Linked DNA regions of Mus musculus: region 2 is linked to region 1. The links are chromatin contacts, called in public HiChIP or PLAC-seq maps. All regions are on one chromosome and are shown on one strand. The core of a region is the stretch at or near the end of the contact, and the rest is flanking DNA. Distances in the headings are between cores, read along the strand shown. Region 1 overlaps Enpep (glutamyl aminopeptidase). Region 2 has its middle 40 kb from the start of Elovl6.

Evidence for each region. HiChIP or PLAC-seq counts read pairs in DNA pulled down with a chosen protein or histone mark.
Region 2: a contact with region 1 is called in a BATF HiChIP or PLAC-seq map of CD8 T cells, with 5 read pairs. The contact joins two enhancer-like sites. A contact is called at or near these places in 9 of 39 promoter capture datasets (the 3T3-L1 cell line, the C10 cell line, HPC-7-derived erythroid cells and 4 more), 1 of 15 datasets of contacts at CTCF or cohesin (CD8 T cells), 5 of 484 Hi-C or Micro-C datasets (CD4 T cells, the G1E-ER4 cell line, embryonic stem cells and 1 more), 3 of 115 datasets of contacts at active chromatin or transcription factors (CD8 T cells and embryonic stem cells) and 2 of 9 other capture datasets (embryonic stem cells and liver).

Annotation. Positions count from the first base shown.
Region 1 is chr3:129,308,822-129,314,773 of GRCm38.p6, reverse strand. It overlaps Enpep (glutamyl aminopeptidase), which reads left to right. Exons shown (of 20, transcript NM_007934.3): 4 at 2,093-2,213; 5 at 4,851-5,005; 6 at 5,639-5,752. Among named protein-coding and RNA genes, the nearest start is that of Enpep, 21 kb to the left of the region's middle. Within about 2 kb of position 1,348, at least 50 of the 459 cell types and tissues checked have an H3K27ac peak or open chromatin away from gene starts, as enhancers often do. A contact at or near this core is called in CD8 T cells, where this site is marked.
Region 2 is chr3:129,489,629-129,495,707 of GRCm38.p6, reverse strand. No RefSeq gene overlaps it. Among named protein-coding and RNA genes, the nearest start is that of Elovl6, 40 kb to the left of the region's middle. Within about 2 kb of position 1,422, at least 33 of the 459 cell types and tissues checked have an H3K27ac peak or open chromatin away from gene starts, as enhancers often do. A contact at or near this core is called in CD8 T cells, where this site is marked.

The sequences.
Region 1 (5,952 bases), core at 99-2,598:
AGGCATCGTATTAAAAATGCTAAATGCCTGCTTTATGGGGCTGGAGAGCTTGCACAGCAGTTAAGAGCACTTGCTGCTCTTGAGGAAGATCCAGGTTCGATTCTCAACACCCACATGGCTGCTCACCACCACCTATAGCTAAGGAATCTTTCTGACACTCCCTCTGGCCTGCTTAGTCACACACATGATACACAGACATGCATGCAGTCAAAACATTCATACACATAAAATATGACAAATGAACTTTTACAAAACTAAGCCTGCTTTATAGTAGGGTCCAGTATAAGAGAAAAGCTATTTATTCCCTTTTTGTCAACTTGGCTTCCCACTCCAAACAGACAGCACAAAGCACCGGGGTGGGGTGGGGGGCGTAGTGTAGACGGCAGGGCAGTGTCAAGAGAGACAGCTCTCCCTGAAATGTCTGGTAGAGAATGATTGTGGCAAGTCTAGCATACTAACTCACTGACAGACGAAAGGTTCTGAGCCTTTCTATGGACAGCAAGGCAGTGCCAAGCTGCCATGCTGGCTTTGATTTTTCATGCCAGGCCACCAGTATTCTGCTTAGTGGCTGCCAACTGGGCCCTTGGGTTCAGTTATCACTTGGAGAAGGTCTGTCATTGCTCAACAAGAGGCTGGGAGAAGGGAGTAGAAATGGATCATCTCATCTCTTCTGGCAAGTAAAGGCTAAAAAGCTCAATGAATGTTGAGAAGGTCACTGGCTGCGGTGGGGGGCTCATTTCTCTTTATGCCAAAAAGGTGGGATGATCAGCTAAAATGGGGAGCACAGGTCATATAAGGGACACTTTCATTATCTGCCTTTTATAGTGTAGGAGTTCTCCAGAGCTCTCTTCTAAGAAGCAGGGCAGGGGGTGTATGCTCAAATGAACATCAACATTGTAGTAACGCCATGGGAACAGGAAATGAGTAATCTTGAATCATCAGGTCTAGTTGGGTCAACAGTCTTGAACTTAATAAAATGACTGAATCTCACCATTGCTAGAGGGTTTTGGATCAGGTCTTGGGGGTACCATCCGTACCTCACTTGACTTTCTCACAAATGTAGCGGACTCTAGTCTGAAGCACTTCTCCCACTTCCACACACTGAAACTTTCTAAACGATCGGAAGGTTCCTCAGCACAGATCCTAGCATCCAGGGACAGCATCTGTTCGTCTGCTTAGAAGAATTCTTAATAATATATATATTTAATAAAGTCATGGATGATTAGAGTTGGGACAAAAATCTGCACTCAGTTTGGTTTGTAAATTAGGTCACAGGAACATAAAATAATCTGCCAGCACCTCAGAGGATGGAAGGTTCTTACTCACTCCCTCTTGGGAAAAGTTTGAGTCATCGTATTTTAGGCTCTGGGAGTGAAATTGGAGCATAGCTGGGCCATTTAGAAAAGCAGAGTGTAATGTCACAAAGAGGAAAGAATGAAATGAGTTTGCTTCCTCACAGGGAACTGTGTACACAGGACAAACCAGTGGGTATAAGGAAAAATAAATAGAGACATAGACACCAAAAAGACAATGCAAGGGTTTGTTTTTTTGTTTGTTTTAAAAAATGATTTGTTTATTTTTATTTTATGTGCACTGATGCTTTGCTTACATGTATGTCTGTGTGAAGGTGTCAGATCTCTTGGGACTAGAGTCACAGACAGTTGTGAGCTGCCATGTGGGTGCTGGGAATTTAACCCAGGTCCCCTGGAAGAGCAGTCAGTGGTCTTAACTGCTGAGCCATCTCTCCAGCCCCAGACAATACAGATTTTTAAAAGGCGATGATATATTTTAATGTCTGACACGCTATCAGGCTTTGGTAGCAAACTTATCCAATGGTTTGCATGCCAATCACTGCGCCTTAAGCTGTTTCTACTCACTAATGTCACACAGTTACATCCTAATGACCCTTTTTACCCAAGTCTTAGAGCTGAGAAGTGATTTGTGCAAGGCTACACAGAGCAGGCTGGGGCTTCAGACGCGAAGCTGGCTGCAAGGGCCTCTGGCGGTCAGTTATACCATGCCTCACGGTTTGTGGGTGTGTGTGTCATCAGATGAAGCCTTATCTTCCTGAATGTCTGTGTTTCCTTACTAGCTCAAGGTCTATGTCCAGCCCAATCAGAAGGAGACAGCAGAGTATGCGGCAAACATAACCCAAGCTGTATTTGATTACTTCGAAGACTACTTCGCTATGGAGTATGCGCTTCCTAAACTGGGTGAGAAAACACTTTTAATTCCTCATTTCAAGTTGCCTTTGGGTTTTTTGTTTGTTTGTTTTGTTTTATCTTTTTTTTTTAAAGCCTAAGTTAACCTAGTGTGTCTAATTCTATCACCATGAATTACTGATCATCTCTGAGTCTTTTTAGTATGTGCATGCACTTCGTGTCTGACGGGAACTACAAGCTCAAAGATCCACGCTGGAGTCTTTCAAAAATAATAGCCACTCTCTCCTCTTATATGAGGAAGAGCTAATCTTTGATTCAGAAAGCAGCTCCTGCGGAGCTTGCTCACGGTGGGGCCAAAACAGCCACCTACATCATTAGATTTAAAAATCAGGACTCCGCCAATGGTTTGCATGCCTGGCCCTCCTAAGGGAGTTGGAAAACAGTAAGGGTCAGCGATGTCGTAAGAGGCTCGTGTGCTTCCCACCCGACCCTTGTTGTGCAAGACTTTCCAGCCCCGGGAATGAAATACTGGAGCTCCTTCTAGAGTTTCCTTTTCTTCAGTGTGGAGAGAAACACATCTTATTTTTATTTTTTGGTAATATGCAAGGAAAGCCATATTCCAAATGTATGGACATGCTGTCTCCATCAACAGCACAGACAAGCTTGAGTGACCAGTTTGAACAGAGATGTAACTGTAAGACCCTTGGAGACACTTGAAGGGAAGGTCTTAAGAAAACCAACCAACTGCCTGGGCTGTGGTGGTGCATAGCTTTAATCCCAGAATTTGGGAGGCAGAGGCAGGTGGATCTGAGTTCAAGGCCAGCCTAGTCTATGGATGAGTTTCAGGTTAGTCAGGGCTACACAGAGAATCCTTGTCTTGGAGAAAGAGAGAGAGAGAGAGAGAGACAGAGACAGAGACAGAGACAGAGACAGAGACAGAGAGACAGAGAGAGAGGCAGACAGACAGACAGAGAGAGAGAGACAGAGAGAGAGAGGCAGACAGACAGACACACAGAGAGAGGCAGACAGACAGACAGACAGACACACACACACAGAGAGAGAGAGAGAGAGAGAGAGAGAGAGAGAGAGAGAGAAAACCAAGAATCTACTTCCCTATCTAGTATCTACCACCTTAATAAATTCCGTAGAAGGCAAAAGGCACGGTGGCTCTGTGTGTGTACACCCCCACATCTCATTTTCACTTCAATGGTCCTTTATACCACATATAAATTATGAGAGGAAACAGAAAGACAAGTAGCTTTCTACCAGACTCAGAGGAAAATTCCGAATGTTACAGGAACTGGAATGCAGAGTTCATTGTCTTTGTCTCACTCCTTGTGATCACGGTGACCCCAGATGCAGAATTCACACCAGTCTCTCTCTCTCTCTCTCTCTCTCTCTCTCTCTCCCTCTTCTCTTCTCTCCCATGTGCTTCCCTGGGTGTCTTTAACACTTTCAGATTTATCTGTATACTAGAGCCTTTGGAAGTGATGTCCTCACTCATATCAAAAGGTAATTGAATTGACATTAATTAATTATAATGTCCGTGTTCACTAGAGAAGAGATTGCATGCATTTGCTCAAGGATTTGTGCAAATTGTACTTTCCAACATTGTAAAAACTGTTGGCTATAGGGTCATACTTTCCCAAGCTTGAGGGCTATTCTTATGCCACAGTAAGAGCGACCCCTACAATGAGAACATGACAAGAAAATCACGACTCTTACCTTGATTTTCAATGAATATATATATATATATATATATATACACTATTCTTTCATACAAATCTTTAAGAAATTTTAATCAAAAAGGCCTCTTTCTTACATGTTAGAATGAAATTTCACTTATTTAAAATTTTGTGCCTCATTTAAATTATAGTAGTAATAAAAATTATATTCAGGTTACAGTTCATTAGCTTGGGAAGCTGTATTCCCTGATAATCGGTGTTTTTCCTGTATGCAGATTTAATGTGGAAGTGTTCAATGTTGCTTCCCTTTGTTGGGTGTTATTTCTAAAATCCAGAGAAAATAGGACAGAAATTCCTGTGACCTGGATAAAAAAATAGAGAGAGAAATTGGTCAATTCCATGTCCTTCTAGCTTATTTAAAATACAAAGGAAGATGGCAAAGGGAAGGTGGAGGAAAAGAGGAAAGGGACATTAGATTGGCCGAGAATCAGACTGTCCTTAAATTGTACATCACTCGGGTTTCTAAGTCTGTGTCCTTGACATGCAAGCTGTCTCTCTGAACTCACATGTTCTGTCTTCTCAGTTCTCATTTAAAGGCTTCACTCTTTTTTTTTCCCTAACACTGTATCCCCCAAATAGGTGCTGTTTATAACCAACGTCATAAATAAAAGATGGGGGAAAGTAATAAAAATGAATTACTGTAAAGAGAAGAAAAGACATAAAACCAGAGAGGCTTGGAATAAAAGAGCAGTCATGTAATCCTTCAGAGAAAAGGGAGGGCTAGGGAGGGACGACACACTGAAGTCTGGAGGCTACAGGAACTTCTCCGTGGGAATGTTGAGAGCATTAGGACTGAGTTTGTGCACAAACGATTTCTGCCTCTCACTCTGAAACATTATTTTTAGCCTTAAAAAACAAAGTCAACCAAAGAAGTTAATTTGGTAAGAGACGCTGTGAACAAGTGGAAAGAATGCATTTCTCACCAGACTGTCTTTTTCCACAGATAAAATTGCTATTCCAGATTTTGGCACCGGCGCCATGGAAAATTGGGGACTTGTCACTTACCGAGAAACAAACCTGCTTTACGACCCCCTACTATCGGCCTCATCTAACCAGCAGAGAGTGGCCAGCGTGGTTGCCCACGAACTTGTACACCAGGTAGAGAGGGCCTCCCTGAAACAAATCCACTTGCTTTTTAAAACTGGCCTCTTTCCACAGCAGTAATACAAAGTGTGGATGACTAACGAAGTGAAACAGACCCACTCAGAACATCCCACGTGAAAGCTAGTCTAAGCCTTCACTAATATTTTACTGCACAGAAACTTTCCAGCGGTTCTCAACCTGTGGATGGTCACCCGGTGGGTGTCAAATGACCCTTTCACAGAGGTTACCTAAGACCATCAGAAAGCACAGATATGTCTATTATGATTAATAGCAGTAGCAAAATTAGAGTTACAAAGTAGGAACAAAAAATAATTTTATGGTTGGGGTCACCACAACGTGTGAAACTGCATTAAAGGGTGGCAGCATTAGGAAGGCTGAGAACCACAGTTTTAGACTGTTTTGCATTTAATAAAAACACAAGAGACCTTCCTATAACATTATATATTCCTTAAATTATATTAATAAACTGGAGAATTTAACATTCCTCAAATCAAGATGAAGTGGGAAATACATGTTAGGTACAATACTGATTGCTTCTGTGTCAGTTACAAATCCACGCCATGAAATTTCCTAGCACCTCCCTACTGCGAGAGTAAGCATCTATTTCCCCGTTGCTTTTCATTTCAGTGGTTTGGAAATACTGTGACCATGGACTGGTGGGACGACTTGTGGCTAAATGAAGGATTTGCTTCGTTCTTCGAGTTCTTGGGAGTAAACCACGCAGAAAAAGACTGGCAGATGGTGAGTCCTAACACAATCTGAATCTGTTTCTTCGTGGAAACCCAACTGAAGCCTTTGACAGAGGTCTAGGATCAGTGTCAAATATCCGTTGTGAAGGTAGTCAGAAGCCAGGAGCCAGGAACTTCCCCTGAGCTGCTCTTTGCCAAGAGCCTTTACCTGGTCATTGAGGCAGTAGGGAGCCATAGACAAACACCTGTCTA
Region 2 (6,079 bases), core at 173-2,672, 180 kb before region 1:
CCCAAAAGTCCCCCAATTTACACCTTTCTTTTCTTTTAAATTTATTTTTTCTTTAGATTACACTAATTAATTAAATTCTAAGTAGATCTCCGTGTAGCCCAGGATAGATTCAAACTCACTATCGAGCTAAAGCTGGCATCAAACTCCCCACTTTCTAGTTCTAAGAAAACTTGTTACAGATTCTTCCTTTCAAAAACTAAACAAACAACAACCAACTAACCAACCAACCAACCAACCAACCAACCAACAAACAAACAACCAACTAACCAACCAACCAACTAACCAACCAACCAACAAACAAACAACCAACTAACCAACCAACCAACTAACCAACCAACCAACTAACCAACCAACCAACTAACCAACCAACCAACCAACCAACCAACAAACAAACAACCCTTCTCCCCAAACCAAAAACCAAAACCTCAAAAAACCTAAACCAAAAATATGTTAGGTCAGGGAGCTTGGTATATGTTCAGTCCAAATGCAATTTTTTTTTAAAAGTTTTTTTTTTTTTTTTTAAAGGAATGTTCAGTTTGTGGTTCTTTGAATCTGAGGACGTGGAACTCATGGAGGCAGCCCACTGTGTGCCCATTGTGTACCCACTCTGTGCTTATGCAAAGTGAATTTACAGGTATTTTGTCACAGCACCAGGAAGCTGACCAACAGAGCATACAGCAACCACTCAATTAATTCACCTCTACTGCCTTCCTGAGAAAGAATCTCACTATGTTGGCACCTAGGCAGATCCAGATCTCACTAAGTACACCTGACTGGCCTTGAACCTGTGCCAGTCCTCTTGCTTCTGCTTCAACAGTGCTGACTACAAGCATGCACCAGCATATAAATCGAGAAGTGTTTATTTGAATTTTGTGATCTTCCTAGCAACCCCAGCCTCTGACTCTTTGGTTTCAACAGATTAAGCCTCTTTTTGTCCGATGTACGCCAATGCATGAGTCGTTCCTCACCCAAATTAACTCTTTACAATTTCACTGTGCTTTCATAGGCATTCTTCTCATGGTCTGGTACAGAAAAGCCCAGTGAGGATGAGATGGGACAACTTGAGCAGCCATAGGTAAACTGGCTGAGGTCATCCTACCCTGAGTTTAAGTCTAGGGAAGACTGCAAGCTGCTTATTGCATCCAGATAATTTTGCCTTGAGTAGATCTGAAACCCTAACTAGCTGGTTGGTGAGAATAGACTGGGTCTAGCCATAGACCTCTAACAGGATAAACCCTTAGGGTTTGCCGGAGTCAAGTAGCTGAGGACTCTTCCACACACGTCCTGTTCATTTTGTTAGTTTAAGCCAGGGTCTTATGTCGCCTCGGCCAGCCTCAAACTTTCTACGCAGCTGAGGCTGAGGAGTTCTCATCCTCTTCAACCACACATCCAGCGATGAGCGGAAGCTTGCACCACCGTGTGGCTTCCTGTTCATTTTAGATTCAGAAATGGGGCGCCTAGACACTGCACAGTTTTACAGAAATGGGTGTGAGAGTAACAGAGATTCGGAGCTGTGCTGGCTACAAAGAAGACATTTTATTCCAGATGAAATTAGTTATTTCTGAGGGTGTAGTGCAGGGGAAAGGGTTGTGTGAAGTCCTGTATGGACTGTTCATTTGTTCTCTCCTTCCTTCCTTCCTTCCTTCCTTCCTTCCTTCCTTCCTTCCTTCCTTCCTCCCTCCCTCCCTTCCTTCCTTCCTTCCTTTCTTCCTTCCTTCCTTCTCTCTCTCTTCCTCCCTCCCTCCCTCCCTTTCTCTCTCTCTCCTCTCTCTTTCTCTCTCTTCTTTCTTTCTTTCTTTCTTTCTTTCTTTCTTTCTTTCTCTCTCTCTCTCTCTCTCTCTCTCTCTCTCTCTCTCTCTCTCTCCTTCCTTCCTTCTTTCCTTCCTTCCTTCCTTCCTTCCTTCCTTCCTTCCTTCCTACATAGCCTCTACATAGACCAGGCTAGCCTCAGACTTAATGTGGTTTTTTTCTCATCTTCCTGCCTGTGCTGCGATCACAGGCTTTGTTTGTGGATGCTGAACTCTCATATTTACACAACAAACTGTCCACAAGACTGTCCAGCTCCAAATAGATCGTTTTGATTGGTACAGAGGCTTGCAAAAGACAGAGAATGGCCTAACTAATTAACTAACTAAACCCTCCTACAGAAATTCCTAAAGGACATGAATAAAAATCCCTCCAACTCACAGGGTCTTTGGTCTTGGAAACAGCAAGCTGTCTTCACAGGTTGATTAACTGATGGACACTTTATAACTGTGGAGAGTTTGGAATGCTACTGGTCTGATAGACTGGCTACATTTTCTTTGTGTTTTTCTTTAGCCTCCTTAGGAGCCACTCCTTACTCACCTCTGTATCAGGCATAACATCCCAGTGAACAGATCAAAAAATCTTTGGGAATGTAGTAACTTAACAAAACCTAATTCTCCATCTTTGGAAAAAAAAAAAATCAATGCTCTCAGATAGAAAACGAAGCCTGTGGTTGCAAGTCTTCTGCCTGCTGTAACTGTCCGTTTAATCTGTGTACCACCATGTTTTCAAATTACCTTCATTTATAACTTTCTACACTATAAATGCTCCGTAAAGCTACCTCTGTGTTGGAGTACTGAGTCTGGGGAGATCCGAATATACAGTCCCAGGCCAGGGTCAATCAAGGTCACCCCCAGAATAAATTTGTTCCTTATCCTCTTTGATTATTTTGTTTATTGCATCAACAGTCTGTTGACTTTTTTTTTTTTTAACTTGGATCAAGCCAACAACAATTTCCTTTAGAAATCAGATCTTCACTCTGGAAATCAGTCTGGTGGTTCCTCAGAAAACTGGACATAGTACTACCGGAGGATCCTGCAATACCTCTCCTGGGCATATATCCAGAAGATGTTCCAACTGGTAAGAAGGACACATGCTCCACTATGTTCATAGCAGCCTTATTTATAATAGCCAGAAGCTGGAAAGAACCCAGATGCCCCTCAACAGAGGAATGGATACAGAAAATGTGGTACATTTACACAATGGAGTACTACTCAGCTATTAAAAAGAATGAATTTATGAAATTCCTAGGCAAATGGATGGACCTGGAGGGCATCATCCTGAGTGAGGTAACCCAGTCACAAAAGAACTCACATAGTATGTACTCACTGATAAGTGGATATTAGCCCAGAAACTTAGAATACCCAAGATATAAGATACAATTTGCGAAACACATGAAACTCAAAAAGAACAAAGACCAAAGTGTGGACACTTTGCCCCTTCTTAGAATTGGGAACAAAATGCCCATGGAAGAAGTTACAGAGACAAAGTTTGGAGCTGAGACGAAAGGATGGACCATGTAGAGACTGCCATATCCGGGGATCCATCCCATTATCAGCCGCCAAACGCAGACACCATTGCATACACTAGCAAGATTTTGCTGAAAGGAGTCTGATATAGCTGTGTCTTGTGAGACTATGCCGGGGCCTAGCAAACACAGAAGTGGATGCTCACAGTCAGCTATTGGATGGATCACAGGGCCCCCAATGGAGGAGCTAGAGAAAGTATCCAAGGAGCTAAAGAGATCTGCAACCCTATAGGTGGGACAACAATATGAACTAACCAGTACCCCCAGAGCTTATGTCTCTAGCAGCATATGTATCAGAAGATGGCCTAGTTGGCCATCATTGGAAAGAGAGGCCCATTGGACATGCAAACTTTATATGCCTCAGTACAGGGGAACGCCAGGGCCAAGAAGTGGGAGTGGGGGAGTGGGGGAGTGGTTGGGGGTGTGTGTGGGACTTTTGGGGCAGCATTGGAAATGTAAATGAAATGAATACCTAATTTAAAAAAAAGAAATATCACAGTTTAAAAAAAGAAAGAAATTAGATCTTCAAATGAACCAGAAATGTCTGCATCAAATAAGTTCATTCTTTGTTTAGAATAACACTTTGACAAGGTTCTTCAGAGGAATAGACCTAATAGACCCCCCCCTCTCTCTCCCTCTCCCTCTCCCTCTCCCTCTCCCTCTCCCTCTCCCTCTCCCTCTCCCTCTCCCTCTCCCTCTCCCTCTCCCTCTCCCTCTCCCTCTCCCTCTCCCTCTCCCTCTCCCTCTCTCCCTCTCTGTCTGCCTGCAGCCATCTGTATGCTGGAAAGGCAGAGAACTTAGAAACTGCTCAGGCCAAGGAGCTGGATGCTTCAGATTGTAGTTGCGGTTTGCTGTTGAAAACCTCAACCTTCTCAGAAGAGCTGCTGGCATTGGGTCCATGTCGGAAAGCTGAAGAGTTGGGGCTCAATGTCAGTGCAGGATCAAAGCAGCAATGGCAGACGCACTCCTGGGAAAGACAGGAAAGCAGATGCAGTCACATGCCTTTAGCAACCCCCCCCCCTTTATATCTGGATTACCTGTTGAAAGGTGCTGACATCCTTGGGGGTAAGTCTTGCCCCATCTCTGGAAGTGCTCCTCACAGACCCTCCAAAGTATGTTTCCTGGGTGATTCTAAATCCAGTCAAGTTGACAAATGAGGAACCTTCACTATGCTATCTAAAGTGGTGGCTCTCAAACTATGGGTTGTGATCCCTCTGAGGGTGTCAAATATAGGATATCCTGCATATCAGATATTTACATTATAATTCTTAACAGCCGCAACATCACAGCTAAGAAGTAGTAACAAAATAATTTTATGGTTGTGGGTCACCACCACCTGAGGAACTGCTTTGAAGTGTCATGACGCTAGGAAGGTGGAGAACCACTGATCTAAAGCTTTGTTGTTGTTGTTGTTGTTGTTGTTGTTGTTGTTGTTGTTGTTGTTGTTGTTGTTGTTATTATTATTATTATTATTTGGGTTTTTTTTTTTTTTCAAGATAGGGTTTCTCTGTGTAGCCCTGGCTGTCCTGGAACTCACTCTGTAGATCAGGCTGGCCTTGAACTCAGAAATCTGTCTGCCTCTGCCTCCCAAGTGTTAGGATTAAGGGCATGTGCCACCATGGCCTGGCTTTTTGTTGCTATTATTGTTTGACAAGTTTTCTTTGGGTATCCCTGGCTGTCCTGGAATTCACTCTGTAGACCAGACTGGTCTCATGCCGCTGCCTTATGAATACTTGCAGCACCACACCTTTAATTGGATCAAGTTAGATTGGCCTGGTCAATTTAAAGCTAAATAAATAAATAAATAAATAGATTAAGGACTAGCTAAGCTAAATAAATAAATAAATAAATAAATAGATTAAGGACTAACTAATTAGAGAAGAATTGAGTGCCTATTTAACCATTTACCTAACGTCTAGTTTCCAATGCTGTCTGCCACAAACCAATGAATTTCATTTAAAACTTTCATTTTATTTTGTGCCTTTATGCATTATGTGTATGCTTGATGCCCTTGGGAGTCAGATGAGGGCATTGGGGTCTCCTGGAAATGGAGTTATGAATAGTTGTAAATCAACATGTGGGTGTTGGGAATCGAACTTGGGTCCTCTGGAAGAACAACAGGTGTTCTTAACTACAGAGTGGTCTCTCCCACTGACAACTCCCAACTTGAACACATTTGAAAAACAGCCATGATACAGAATGACAAGAGAATCATTGAAAAAGATGGTGACTAGCACAGGTATCTGGATATTACAGTCATCTTATTGGATTCATTTTATTGAGAGAGTTGTCTAGAGGCATCTGGGCTTCATCTTCCTTCACTACCAAGGACAAGAAAACAAAGGCGGAACAAACATTGTTTCCCTGGAGTGTTGGGGGGCAGATTGCAGGCCATGATGGGAAGTGGCAAAGACCATCTGTAGTGGCTATTCCTGGTTGTCAACTCGACTATATCTGGAATGAACTACAATCCAGAATTGGAAGGCTCACCAGTGATCCTAATCTGGAGGCTGTGAGATAGAAGTTTCTGACCTGGATCTTGGCATGGAGATCTTGAGGCATAGTGGCTATGAATTCCAGATTAAGATAGGGAGATCTCTGAGTTCAAGGTCATCTGGGCTGCACCTTTCATCGGGGATTAAAGGTGTGGTGGGACACACCTTTAATGTGGGCTACACTTTCTGCTGGAGACCTACATAAGGACATTGGAAGAAGGAAGACACACACACACACACACACACACAC